Linked DNA regions of Callithrix jacchus: region 2 is linked to region 1. Evidence: chromatin contacts called from public Hi-C data. All regions are on one chromosome and are shown on one strand. Each heading gives the region's core, a stretch centred on a gene start, on an enhancer-like site or on the middle of the called end of the contact. The rest is flanking DNA. Distances are from core to core; before and after follow the strand shown.

Region 1 (6,923 bases), core at 2,294-4,793:
TCCGTATCTCCAATAACTCTTATCTTTCAGCAAACTCCAGCAGGCCCCAAACAAGCTGAGAAAACATCCAACTTCAAAGGTTTTGCACAAATCATCTTAAAGGCCTGACCTGAGCCTGGGAAAGCCGGAACGAAGCCCAGAAATCACTTCTTACTCCGTTGCCGTTTAACCAAGACACTGCTCCCCTCCATAGGTCACATCTGTCACTGCCCCTCACTGCCCACCCCAGGTCCCAACCACCTGAGACACCTGCACGATGCACCTCAAAGCAGTGAGTTAGGAGCCGTGCTCCTGATTCTTGGCCGGTGGCTTTAGTGTTATTCTCAGGGGTTGGGTGGGGGCACCTTAGGGGGCTGCCCTGTAAGAGCTGTGCTTTAATTTCCTTTGCTACTTACTTAGCTCTTCAGTCTCAGTCTCAGCCAGTGAACTGTGTCTCTGCCATTGGTGGTGACAGCACAGGGTGCTGACACTGTTGTCAGGGAGAGGAAGATGCTTTTTTTTTTTTTTTTTGAGAGGGAGTCTTGCTCTGTCCCTCAGGCTGGAGTGCAGTGACGCAATTCTGGCTCACCGCAACCTCCACCTTCCCGGGTTCAAGCGATGCCCCTGTCTCAGCCTCCTGAGTAGCTAGGATTACAGGCACCCACCACCACGTCCAGCTAATTTTTGTATTTTTAGTAGAGATGGAGTTTTGCCATATTGGCCAGGCTGGTGTCGAACTCCTGACCTCCGGGGATCCACCTGCCTTGGCCTCCCAAAGTGCTGGGATTATAGACCTGAGCCACTGTGCCCAGCTAGGAAGATGCTTTTGTGAGCTGGGACAATTGTGAGTGAAAAGAGAAGAAAAAAAGTAAAATAACAATACTAATAATGCCTTTTCTCTGCTCCTGGAAAATCTACACGAACTTGTATTTTACATCTCTTGTCTGGATTTAGTTGACAAGCAAGATGAAAGACTGGTAGAGTAACTGGTGGGAAAAATACCTGTACAGCAGCAGGTTGGTTGAATAAGAGATTTCCAGTCTCAGACTGGATATGTGCACTTAAGATCAGCAGACATGGCCAGGGGAGGTGGCTCACGCCTGTAATCTCAGCACTTTGGGAGGCCAAGGTGGGTGGATCACGAGGTCAGGAGTTTAAGACCAGCCTGGCCAAGATGCTAAAACCTCGCCTCTACTAAAAAAAAAAAAAAATTCAAAAATCATCTGGGTGTGTTGGCAGGTGCCTGTAATCCCAGCTACTGGGGAGGCTGAGGCAGGGAATTGCTTGAACCTGGGAGGCGGAGGTTGCAGTGAACCAAGATTGCACACTGCACTACAGCCTAGGTGGCAGAGCAAGACTCCATCTCAAAAAAAAAAAGATCAGCAGACCTGTTGTGAGTATAAGCCACTGTAAAGTGAGCACCATTGCAGGTGGGATGGGGATGTGGAAATCGGTAGGACCGACGACAAAGAGCTCTTCCCCTCCACCCAGGGAAAAACGCTCATAAGAACTAGCTGTGGCAGACAGCAGCCTGCAGAAAGGTGGGGGCACCTCTCAGCTGGCCTTCAGCTTCAATACAGACATGGGAAAACCAGTGTAGGTTCTGGTTTGGGCCCCACTGGCTGCATGTGCCTGGATGCCATCAGCCCTGCACGAAGGTGGCCACTGAGGGGCCCTTGTGGGAGCTGAAATTCAACCAGGGCTTGGTCCCTGCCCGAGGTGCCAGGGTCCTGTCCTTTTCTTCTAGGTGGTTCACTCAGCAAGGGTACTTTTTGTAATTCAGCCACCCAGATGGGGGTGCCTTCTTGCACTCCGCCCACCTGGATGAAGCACCTTTATTTTCTTATTTGGCCAGTTTCAGGCCACGTGAGAATCACTGATATGACAGAAGAGTAACGTTTCTGGGGTTGCATCTTAGGAAATTTCACTGAAGGAGGGATATAGAGATGAGTCTTCATCAACCACAAGACTCAAGACATAAGCCCAGAGCACACGTCGGTTTGGCGGGGCAGTGAGCCTGGCCACTGCTGGGAAACTGACCTTCAGAGCTTTCACGTGAATGGGGCCGTTGCCTTCAGCTTTCTCCAAGGTTGTTTTTTCCTGCTTTCATTTTTGGTCTCACTCTGCCCACCGGGCCGGAGTGCAGTGGGTGATCTTGACTTGCTGAAACCTCCGCCTCCTGGGTTCAAGCGATTCTCCTGCCTCAGCCTCCCAAGTAGCTTGGATTACAGGTGCCTGCCACCATGCCCAGCTAATTTTTGTATTGGAGACTGAGTAGAGATGAGGTTTCACCATGTTGGCCAGGCTGGTCAAAAGCACTTCAATTTTGGAGGAGGCTTAGAAGGTGGCTTTGCTAAATTCTGTGAGATCTGTTTGGAAATACAGGATGGAGGGAAGGAGAAGATGAGCAGGGAGCACTGAGCAGGAGGCTGCTCCTCCAGCCCTTGGTCCTCTGTCATCGGGTAGATGCTTTTGGAGGGACATCCGGACATCTGCTGGCTCCCGGTCTCCAGCCCAGCCTCAGGGGCTCTTTGCCACTGCCCTGCCATCCTTCCCTACCCGGAGTCCTGTCCTCAGTCTTCTTTTCTTCCGAAAGCCCCTGTATTGGTTTACAAGTCATACTGGATTAAGGTCCACCTTCTTGCAGGATGACCTCATTGTGACTCCACTAACGACGTCTGCAACGACCCTATTTACAAATAAGCTCACAATCCAAGGTTCTGGGAAGGATGTGAATTTGGGGGGGCACTATTTAACCCCATAAGCCCCCCTCCAGTCTCCACTGTCATTGCAATCACCCACAGATGCTCCCAGCCTAGCGGCCGGCCCATCAGATCACTTACTGCGCCTACCCTGGTAGCCTCGTCTTCTGCTCCAGAAGCCCTCCTCTTAATGTTATGTTCCTATGAAGAAACCCATTTGTCCTTTAACTATTTAATTATCTCTAAGCTACTGTACCTACATTTTCTTTTTTATTTTTTGAGACAGAGACTTGCTCTGTCATCCAGGATGGAGTGTAGTGGCGCGATCTCGGCTCACTGCAACCTCCACCTCCTGGGTTCAAGCAGTTCTCCCGCCTCAGTCTCCCAAGTTTTCACTTCAAATCTGCATACGCAGCCTTTTTGTTTTACGGGCTGGGTTCCTACAGAGAGTTATTCGTGAGGGATTGAGTGCATTTAGGCTATTAGTAAAGAGTGATCAAGATTAGAATAGTGCTGCTTCCTGTGTTCGAGTCTCTAAGGTTGCTGCTGGGGGCGTGTTGCAATGTCTGTCCTGGGGCCCCACCCAGGCCTACCGAATCAGAATTTCAGGACGGGAGGTTGGGAATCTGTGCTTTTATGTCAGCCCCTGTTCCAATCCAGGTGACTCTCATGCATTGTGAAGTTGAGAGTCATTGATTTAGACACGTAGATAATAAAATATTCTTGGGCTACAGAGCCAAAGGCAAAGCGAGGGACATATTACAGCTCATGGGGCCAGCTGGCCAAAGCCAGCAGGGATTTATTGCTTCTCAGATGATCAACGCTTCCACAAGGCTGCTGTCATCTCCTGATGACAGAACAACATTCTCACAGAATCGGGGGCTGATGGAGAAAATCAGGGTTCTCCAAGCCACCCTGTGGGCGGCACTGGGCCCAGAAGCACACACAGAGTCTACCTGTCCTGCCATGCGACTCCTGCGAGGTGGAGAATTAGAGCATGTTGTTCATTTATAATGTTTGCTTTGCCTTGGAAGCAGCCTGGGGCAGTTCAGGCTAGGTTTTCACTGCGGTGTTTGACTTGGCTTAGCTGCAAAGGTCCTCCTTTCTAGTCTGTTTATGGCAAGTTAGCACACGGCCCCATATCCAGGAGCCTAACACCAGACCCAGCAGAAGGCAGGGAGTGGGCAATGAAATGAAATGTTGGCGGGGCTGGGTTGGGCTTCCCCATACCTGCCCTCTCAGCTGGGAGCTTGCCTGAGGTCACGCTGGGCACGAGGCCACCTCAGACTTTGCAGCCTTGGACCTGTTACTGCAGCCCAAGTGACAGTGACATCTCAGACAGTGACACGTCCCGCTGACAAACCACAGGGTCTGGAGGATAAGTTCCTAGGAAGGAGATACATTCCATTCTTTTTTAGACAGAGTTTCATTCTGTCACCCAGGCTGGAGTGCAGTGGCACAATCTTGGCTCACTGCAAACTCCACCTCCCAGGTTCAAGCAATTCTCCTGCCTTGGCCTCCTGAGTAGCTGGGATTATAGGCATGCACCACCATGTCTGACTAATTTTTGTGCTTTTAGTAGAGACATGGTTTCATCTTGTCGGGCAGGCTGATCTCGAACTTCTTGCCTCAAGTGATCCACCTGCCTCAGCCTCCCAAAGTGCTGGGGTTACAGGTGTGTGCCACCGTGCCTGGCTGACACATTCCATTCCTTAGCTCCCTCTTTGCTTACATATTTTCTTTCCTTTTTATGAAGTCGACTCACCATCAGTAGGAAGTTGCTGATTCTTTTTCTTGTTTACTCCTAAGTTTCAAATAGCCACACTTAGTATTTTAATAAGACTCATGATCGCCGTGCCAGCCACCCCATCCACATCGTTTCCTCTCATCTGCACAGAGCTCTACGCAGGGAGTATGACTTGATCCCATTTAATGATGAGAAAGCAAACTCAGAGAGCTTACATCAGTGGCCCAAAGTGGCCCAGCTAATTAATACCTGGGGAGCGTGGCTCAGCAGCAGATCTCAGCAATGTGCCTGCTGTCTGCCCGGCTAATGGCCTGCCGCATCCTGAACCCTTCAGTGGCACCTTCACGTTTCCTTCTCTGCCTTTAGGAGGAAAGGATGATGGCTTATCTGAGGGCTGAAGGATTTCACCCGGGTCAAGCCCCATTTGCATGAAATATATCTGCCCAGTTTCTATCAGCAACATGAAGAGCAAAGAAATCTACCTGTTTATATTGCCACCTCTGTAGGGTATTAAAATACACTATTAATGGAAGTTTCTGTCACTCTCTCTCTCTCTCTTTTTTTTTTTTAGAAAAGTGAAACCATGACTGGGAAACACTAGGGTGGGTGGGAGAAACCAGTTAAAATCTGACCTTGGGGACATGGCAACGGTCATCTGACCCAGGGAGGGTCACATTCAAAGAGCACAGACAAGGTTTCCCAGAAGTCAGTGGGACATTTGGGCCTGAGACTATGAAACTGAACTGGAACTTACTGGCTTTAGGGAACAGGCCCAGAACTCCTAAATGTCCTCCTTGAGGATCTCCTTCCTTCCTGTTTCCTTCTAGATATTCTGCTGCTTTGACACGGATGCCACCCGCTGACTCCAGACTCATGCATTCCACTCAGCATGGGTGGCGACTGGGAGGCTCTGTTAGTCTCTCTTTTTTGGTAGCCTGGCCCTAAATTAAAGGGCCCATGGTTCTCTGTAATTGAACACACCCCAGGCTCCCAGCTAGCCCCCCTCCTCGAGAGGGGTTGTTTTTGATGGCAGGAGGGAGATCAAAGTGAATGTATTTTAGGATCTTGTTACTAGGCCACAAAAAAACACTGGATGGAAAAAGTCTTATGAATTTAAAAATCCCATTAAAAAAAAACCCAAGGAACCCAAAAGGGGTTAAGCTATTGTTTAAAACATAGACCCAGTGCCTGAACCCTACATACTCGTTTGCAGAGGTTGGAAGAGGTTGGAAGGGGTTAATGGTGCTATTCTTTCCTGAATGTTCTGGAACACACCACGGTGAGCGAAAAGCAGTCAGAGGGAACCATCGTGAGGAGTAGTATGTGTTCACCTGTGTTAACTCCAGTATCCGCAATAGCTGAACCTTAGAATTATCCGAACTATGCACGCTGGGAAGCAAGAGCTTTGATGGGTTTAGTGACCTGTCCAAGATTATGAAGTTAGCAAGAGGCAGGGTCCAGAAACGAACAGTCCTTTCTTCTGCAAGCTGGCTCCCATGAAATACCATTCTTATGCCTGTTGAGGTCTGATGTGGTATCATATTACACTACTGCACGAGCGGCAGGGGGTCAAGAGCGTTATTCCATCTCTGTAGTATGCTTAGGGTCAGTCCGAAATCAGCAGAGTTCGCTTTCCGTCATGAAGAGGGTGTTCCGAGGAAATGATATCTTAGACTGCTTTCTTCTAGTGCACAGCCGTCATCGAGAGGCTTCATGTTACTGAGAGGTCTTGTAAACTTTACAGCTACTGTTTCACACGTCATCAACGTTCCCGATCTTATTATGGTGCTCACTTCAAACAATACTGAGTGTGTAAGAATCAAATGCAAATTGTACAGTATTTGACATGGATGTCTTTAGGAGCCAATATTCCTTAAATATCCTGGTTTCACAGTGTTATCCACTAACACTTATAGAGTTTCTTTGCATTCATAAATATAATAGTAGTAAGAATATAAGTTGGTTACTATAAAACAAAACACCATCTTTCCGAACTACTAAAACATCCATGTAACCTTGAATCCATTTCACCTAAAGGAAGGAAAATGTTCTCAACCCAGGCTACACATTAGATCACTTGGGAAGCTTTGAAAAATTCTTAATGCCTGGGCCCTACTCCTAGACCAATTAATTCAGTCTCTGAGAAGTGTGATCTGAGAACTGATAGTTTAGAAAACTACACGGATGGTTTGAACATGCAGCCAGCGTTCAGAACTACTGGGTTTAGGCAAGAATGGATTTTTTTTCTTTTGAGGTGGAGTCTTGATCTGTAGCCCAGGCTGGAGTTCAGTGACATGATCTCAGCTCACTGCAACCTCTGCCTCCTAGGTTCAAGCGAGCCTCCTGCCTCAGCCTCCCAAGTAGCTGCGATGACAGGTGCGCACCACCATGCCAGGCTAATTTTTGTATTTTTAGTAGAGATGGGATTCACCATGTTGACCAGTATGGTCTCGAGCTCCTGACCTCAAGTGATCTGCCTGCTTCAGCCTCCCAAA
Region 2 (6,923 bases), core at 1,519-4,018, 410 kb after region 1:
TTGGCTCATTATAAAAGCGATATATGATCATTATAGAAAACTTGGAAAATACAGAGAAAGTGTTAAAAGATTATTAAAATCACCCTTAAGCACTCCACTAGAAATATATCCAGTATATACCAGATTTCCTTTTCCTTCCAATCTTGTTTCCTTTTTTTTTTTTTTTTTTTTTTTGAGACAGGGTCTCATTCCGTTGCCCAGGCTGGAGTGCAGTGGCACAATCACAGCTCACTGTAGCCTCAACTCCCTGGCTCAGGTAATCCTCCTGCCTCAGCCTCCTGAGTTGCTGGGACTACAAGCATGCACTACCATGCCTGGCTAATTTTTGTATTTTTTGTAAAGAATACAAAATTTTTCCAGGTTTCCCAGGCTCGTTTTGAACTCCTGGGCTCGAGCGATCCACCGGCCTCCGCCTCTAAAAGCACTGGGATTATAGGCATGAGCCGCCGCACACAGGGTAGTCTTCTTTCTACGGAGATAGGTGTATGGCAAACGTGTGTTTGTTTTATGGTTTAACTTTTGTTCATTTTGTTGGGACCCAAATTTCAATCCTCCTTCTGCGAGGTTCCATGAACTGTGAAAGCCTTGGCGGGAGGAAGCCCAGCTCGGCCGCCCAGAGCCTGCGCCTCAGCCAAGTCCTGCTTCCTCCTGGTGTCGGGCACAGTGACGCTGATGAAGTCACACATGACGGGTTTTACAGTGGGAATCACACTCTACCGTGGTGTTTGGGACCGACGAAAGCCTCGGAGCACATCCTTCACAAATGTCAAGAGCCAAGTGTCATTGACGCGAGGGCTTTTTCTCCTCGGGTCTTGCTGGTGTCCTTTCCAGTCATATCACAGTAACAGACAAGCACATAAATCTTCTGTGCTATTCGTCATAAAGAGCAAGTGTCAAGGCAGCAAACTGTATAAACACAGCTGGCACACAGTAAAACTATTTAGATAACTGGTGGATTTATTTTGTTATTTCATATCCCATACTATAATAGTACCTAGGACATGGTAAATGTTGAATGCAAGACGAATATTATTAACTGGGACATTGAAATCATTTCTGCAGACCCAAAAGAAAGTGCCACCAATATAATAGAAAACTATAAAATTATACTATGTGAAACTGATACAGAGAGAAAAAAATTAAATCTCTGAAGAACAACTTTATAGTTCTAGGATTCTGTATGCCAGGCAGCCTAGCTCAGCAGCGACACCCTGTGGCGAGAGATCTTTGATTCCCAGCAACAGAGCCACAGGAAGCAGAAAGCGGGCCCAGGCATCCAATCCCTAAGGCAGGTGATGAGCTGAATGGACAGGGGGATTTAGCAGATGACTGGGTGCCAAGATTCTTCCATGAAACTTAATTCCATGGGGATGACAGAGATCTGTTAAGTAGGGATGCCGGAAAGAAACCCAAATGCAAAGTACAAACCCAATTCCACTCCCAGGCTCTGTGGTCCAGGTCTATAAACACTGACCCACAGCACAGTGACCGGATACAGGAGGAATTCAGCCTTCTCTGGAAAGACCAACTCAGTCGTGTAGATCCACGTTCAAATTCATTTGCATCATCCTTTAGATAACTTGTATTCCAAGAAAACATCAGATAGAACTGAATTCTGCCATTTCCTTCTTTAGCAGATTCAAGGTCATCTAAGCAGTTAATACAGAGGCCAGGCATGGTGGCTCACGCCTGTAATCCCAACACCTTGGGAAGACAAGCCAGGCACATTTTTGAGCTTAGGAGTTCAAGACCAGCCTGGGCAACATGGAGAAACCCCGTCTCTACAAAAAGTATTTAAAAATTAGCCAAGTGTGGCGATGCAAACCTGTAGTCCCAGATACTAGCAGGGGCTGAGGTGGGAGGATCTCATGAGCTTGGGAGGTTGAGGCTGCAGTGAGCCATAATTGCACCACTACACTCCAGCCGGGGCAACAGAGCAAGACCCTGCCTCAAAAACTAACAATAAACATTAATAAATGAGGGTATGTACAACATACACATAATCATTCCATTCCTTGGGCTCCCAAAGTAAAGCAGAACTCAGTCAGAAATAAGCAACTGAGACGAGAGTAGTCCACAGCACAGATACTCAAGAAAACCAGCAAGGCCAAGTGGAGGGCCCGCAGTGGGAAGTGAACGTTTCTGAAAATAATTCTTTTCTGAAGTTATTATGTAATAAGGGGCTTAGTAGGGAGTGATCGTGTATGTGTATACAGAGCAAAATATTTGCTCTAATCATGTTCAAGCATTTCATTCCCAAGGTTTGTGAAAAGGGAAATCAGTACTCCCGCAACTGATCAATCAATAGGTGAAAATGTATCACCTCCCACTGCCCCAGGCTGTTTAAAAAAACTGAAAGAACAAAAATGTGAAGTGTCTGTTGTGTGCTTGAATATAATTGGACACATGATACAAAGCCCCAACTTGGGTATTCAGGTCATACTCATCCTAAATACACCAGAAATGCCAAGAATTCCAAACTTCTGCCCACAGGTGAATAACCTGGGGCGGGGCTGCTCTTTCCTATCCACTGCTCTGTCCAAGAGTCTGGAGGTCAAGTCCAAAGACCAGCATGATCAGAACTCCCAGAAAGGGCAGGGCCAGGCCACCTCACTCCCTGACTTCCCCGGCTGGGAGCCTCTGAGCAGGCACTCGCTAAGGTAGCCAGCCCCAGCACTCCACGCCCAGGAAAAGAGGGACAGCGAAGGTCTAGGGGAGTGGGACACCAGTCACACTTCCCAACATGGCCCTGCCCCACTCCTCCAAGGTGGGTTGCCCATAACACTTGAAGCCCTGAGGGCTGGTTTTATTTTGATTTTTTTTTTATAAGTCACAAGTCAGAGGTGACACTTCCTTCTATTAATGCAACACATAAAAACAGAGATACTCCACTCTCTCGGGATGCTCTGAGCTCCTGGGACAGAGAGGCAAACAAAAGGCACACCATTAATTCCAAAGAGCATCCATCAAACCAGTGCAAACTGGCTAAAGACTGGATGAAAGTATAATAAAAGAAAGTTTCTTAAATAGAAAAAAAAAAATTGGGCTGTGCACAGTGGCTAACGCCTGTAATTCCAGCACTTTGGGAGCCCAAGGCAGGCAGATCACCTGAGGTCGGGAGTTCAAGACCAGCCTGACCAACATGGAGAAACCGTGTCTCTACCAAAAATACAAAATTAGCCAGGTGTGGTGGCACATGCCTGTAATCGGGAGGATGAGGCAGGAGAATCACTTGAACCCAGGAGGCAGAGGTTGCAGTGAGCCGAGATTGCACCATTGCACTCCAGTCTGGGCGACAAGAGCAAAACTCCATCTCAAAAAAAAAATCATTCATTACTATATTATTCATTTTTAAATTAAAAACATACCTGTAGTCTTTTAAAACAAGGTAACAGGCACTTGTTAGACACATTATACACATTTAACTCATTCAACCCCAACAACGTAGTAATTGCACTATCGTCTAAATAATACAATTTATGCAGAACTTTCACATATATGATTTCATCTAGTCCTCAAATAACCCTATAAGATGTTCCAATCCCAAATGCTCTCAGATTTTCTGTCTGTCTTCTCCAAGTGAGCCCATCATCCCGAGATAGCTCATAGCTCTGCCATCCTCCAAAAACTAAGGGACACAGTGTAACACAAAGGAAATTGCCTCCTTTTTAAAAAATGCTGGGGTGAGAGGTAAAATTTGTTCTGTTCAAGAGAAAGCAGCTAAGTTTGGTGTTTTTTTGTTTTTTTTGAGATGGAGTCTCGCTCTATTGTACAGCCTGGAGAGCAGTGGGGCGATCTAGGCTCACCACAACCTCCGCCTCCCAGATTCAAGCAGTTCTCTCCCTCAGCCTCCCAAGTAGCTGGGATTGCAGGCATCTAACACCACATCCGGCTAATTTTTATATTTTCAGTAGAGATGGGGTTTCTCCATGTTGGCCAAGCTGGTCTTGAACTCCTGACCTCGTGATCCACCCACCTTGGCCTCCCAGTTTGATGTTTAAAGTCATCAAGACTATTGAGTGTTTGCAGAAACTACATGGTTATGTTATTAAACTCACAAATTTGTCTGTTCAGAGAAGACAACAGAGATAGACAAAATAATTTGTCACAATGACTGCGAAACTGACAGCATGGCCAAGCCAGGGGGATTAGCAAGAACACACACCTGGGGAATCTGGCGACCTGCCCAAAACCAGGTATCAATCACAGGCAGCAGGTGCAAGCACCGGCCGAGAAAAGTCCCGAACACATTCCCAGCTCCATGGGCATTTTCTTGTTAGACACGACTCACAGAGTGAACTGAAACTCGGAGCGCAGCTGCCACAAGATGGCAGACATGAGCACAAATGTGACTGTTCCGAAGATTGGCTGACAGCTGCCCAAATCAAAACAAATGTTTTCAATCCCAAATGAATAAAATGACGGTTTCTAAATATACTCCTGACACAGGGACCCGCCTCCACCTAACGTGGAAAGGGCCGCACCTGCGGACTTCACACCTTTCTAAGCTCTACTAGTCGTCCCTCCCTCACACGTAATGCTCCCCCACAAAATGAATACTTGCACATCTTGAAGATGATTTTCAAACCCAAAGTCAAAACGGAAATGAAAAATCAAAATCAAAACCAACCAAAATAAAACAATGAAAGGCAACTGGTCGCCACTGTGAAGGGGGCCCCATTGCGGTGCGCTCCGCCCAGCTGAGCCTACAACTCACCTCCGCGGCTGACAGCAAGTAAAGAGGCGTTAAGGCAGGAACCTGTTTCATGTCACAGCTGAGGCCGAGGGTCGTCAGGATCTCTCTAAGGACTTCGTACCTTCTAAAATTGCTTGACTTGAGCAAGTTAAAATCTTCTGGAGTTTGCACGATGTCAGAGCTGGGAGGTAGTTCTAAGTGCACCTGAAGGGAAAGACAACACTTTGTAAACTGGGGGCAGTCACAGGCAGTAAGAAAAACAGTTTTTGGGTTTTTTTTTTTTTTCTTTTTAAATTTAGAGATAGGATCTCATTATGTTGCCCAGGCTGGTCTTAAACTGCTGGGCTCAAACGATCCTCCCGCCTCAGCCTCCCAAAGTGCTGGGATTACAGACAGGTATGAGCCACGATGCCTGACAAAAAAATTTCTTTACCAGTTTTCTTCTCCAAGTGAGCCCATCACACCCAGAGAGCTCATACCTTTGCTCTCCTCTCAAAGTTAAGGGACACAGTATAATCCAAAAGAGAAAACCTGAACATGAATTTTTCTAATTATCAATAGCATATAAACTCTGAAGCTGCATATCTGGAAAGTCATGGCCAACAAGAAAATGATTCCAAAAAGCCTGTTAAAATTGTGATTGGCTGGCTGGGTGCAGTGGCTCACGCCTGTAATCCCAGCACTTTGGGAGGCCAAGGCAGGCAGATCACCTGAGGTCAGGAGTTTGAGACCAGCCTGACCAACATGGAGAAACCCGTCTCTACTAAAAATACAGAAATTAGCTGGGTATGGTGGTGCATGCCTGTAATTCCAGCTACTCGGGAGGCTGAGGCAGGAGAATTGCTTGAATCTAGGAAGGGGAGGTTGCAGTGAGCTGAGATCGTGCCACTGCACTCCAGCCTGAGCAACAAGAGTGAAACTCCATCTCAAAAAAAAAAAAAAAATTCATGGTTGTCAGGCTGAGAGGCCATGGTGGAAATGACCCTGGACAGTCTCTCTCTCCAGGTACTGATGTTCCACACTCATCAGCCATGTGGCCCTCTGCAAGTTACTGAACTTGGTTAAAGGAACAAAATATCTAGAAAGACAATTGTGCTGAAAACGTAATTGCAAGTGAGTTCAAGGAGGCAAATGAGTCATGCTGGAAACTTCCATTTGACCTATTAGCCATAACTGGAAAATAAAACCGGGGAAGAGAGCAGCCTTATTCATCATTTTAAGGGAGTTTGCAAGAGGCTGGGCTCATACCTGTAATCCCAACACTTTGGGAGGCAGAGGTGGGAGGATTGCTTAAGCCTAGGAGTTTCAGACCAGCCTGGGCAACATAGTGAGTCCCTCTCTCTACAAAAAATATAAAAATTAGCCAGGGATGGGTGGTGTGCCTGTAGTCCCAACTACTTGGGAGGCTGAGCTGGGAAGATCCCTTGAACCCAGGAGGTTCAGGCTGCAGTGAGCTATGATCGTGCCAGTACACTCCAGCCAGGGCAACAGAGTGTGACCCTCTCAAAAAAAAAAAATAGAGAGAGAGAGAGAGAGAGAGAGTTTGCAGGAACTCAAATACAGCAGGTCCTTGAATAATGTTGTTTCACTCAAAGTCATTTAGTTATGAAGTTGATACGGGGGAAAAAAAATCACTTCCCCCACCGGGGCCACAGTCTGTGTGGGTCTGCACATTCTCCCCGTGTCTCCTCGGGTTTTCTCCAGGTCCTCCGTTTTCCTCCCACATCCCCAAGCTGTGCACATCAGTGCATGGCCGTGTCTGCATGGTCCCGGGCTGAGAAGTGTGGGTGCGGGTGTGAGTGTGCCCTCCCATCCCGGCCAGGGCTGGCTCCCCACCAGTGCCCTGAGCTTCCAGGATGAGCTCCAGCCGCCCGGCCGCCCACCAGGCTGACCTGAAATAATTAGGGAAATAATTATCTTATGTTTTTATTCATCTTTCTTAAATGTACGTACAACTCATATTTATTTCAATGTTTCAGTGTTTGGGCCTGTATTTAGAAGTTTGCTGATGTCTCTGGAACAGAAATATGCCATGGGAACTGACTTCTTGTTTGTATCAATTAGCCTACGCTAACACTGGCTTCGTCATATGTCATTTCGCTTAAGTGTGCCATTTCCAAGAACCTCTCAACAACTTTAAGCAAGGACTTACTGAGGAAGAAGGAGTAAGATTTCTTGGACACCAGAAAGGCCTTTCCTGCCACCCTCCTTCCCCTGAGTGAATTTT

What was found. A called contact is a pair of places that touch in the nucleus more often than the background predicts.
Region 2: a Hi-C map of induced pluripotent stem cells shows a contact between it and region 1, with 4 times the contacts expected there. The contact joins two enhancer-like sites. A contact is called at or near these places in 3 of 3 Hi-C or Micro-C datasets (induced pluripotent stem cells and skeletal muscle).

The regions. Positions count from the first base shown.
Region 1 is chr21:42,518,243-42,525,165 of calJac240_pri, forward strand. No RefSeq gene overlaps it. Among named protein-coding and RNA genes, the nearest start is that of CLDN14, 12 kb to the left of the region's middle. Within about 2 kb of position 3,544, at least 3 of the 16 cell types and tissues checked have an H3K27ac peak or open chromatin away from gene starts, as enhancers often do.
Region 2 is chr21:42,924,838-42,931,760 of calJac240_pri, forward strand. HLCS (holocarboxylase synthetase) reads right to left here. Exons shown (of 12, transcript XM_078358637.1): 6 at 4,718-4,900. Among named protein-coding and RNA genes, the nearest start is that of HLCS, 58 kb to the right of the region's middle. Within about 2 kb of position 2,769, at least 2 of the 16 cell types and tissues checked have an H3K27ac peak or open chromatin away from gene starts, as enhancers often do.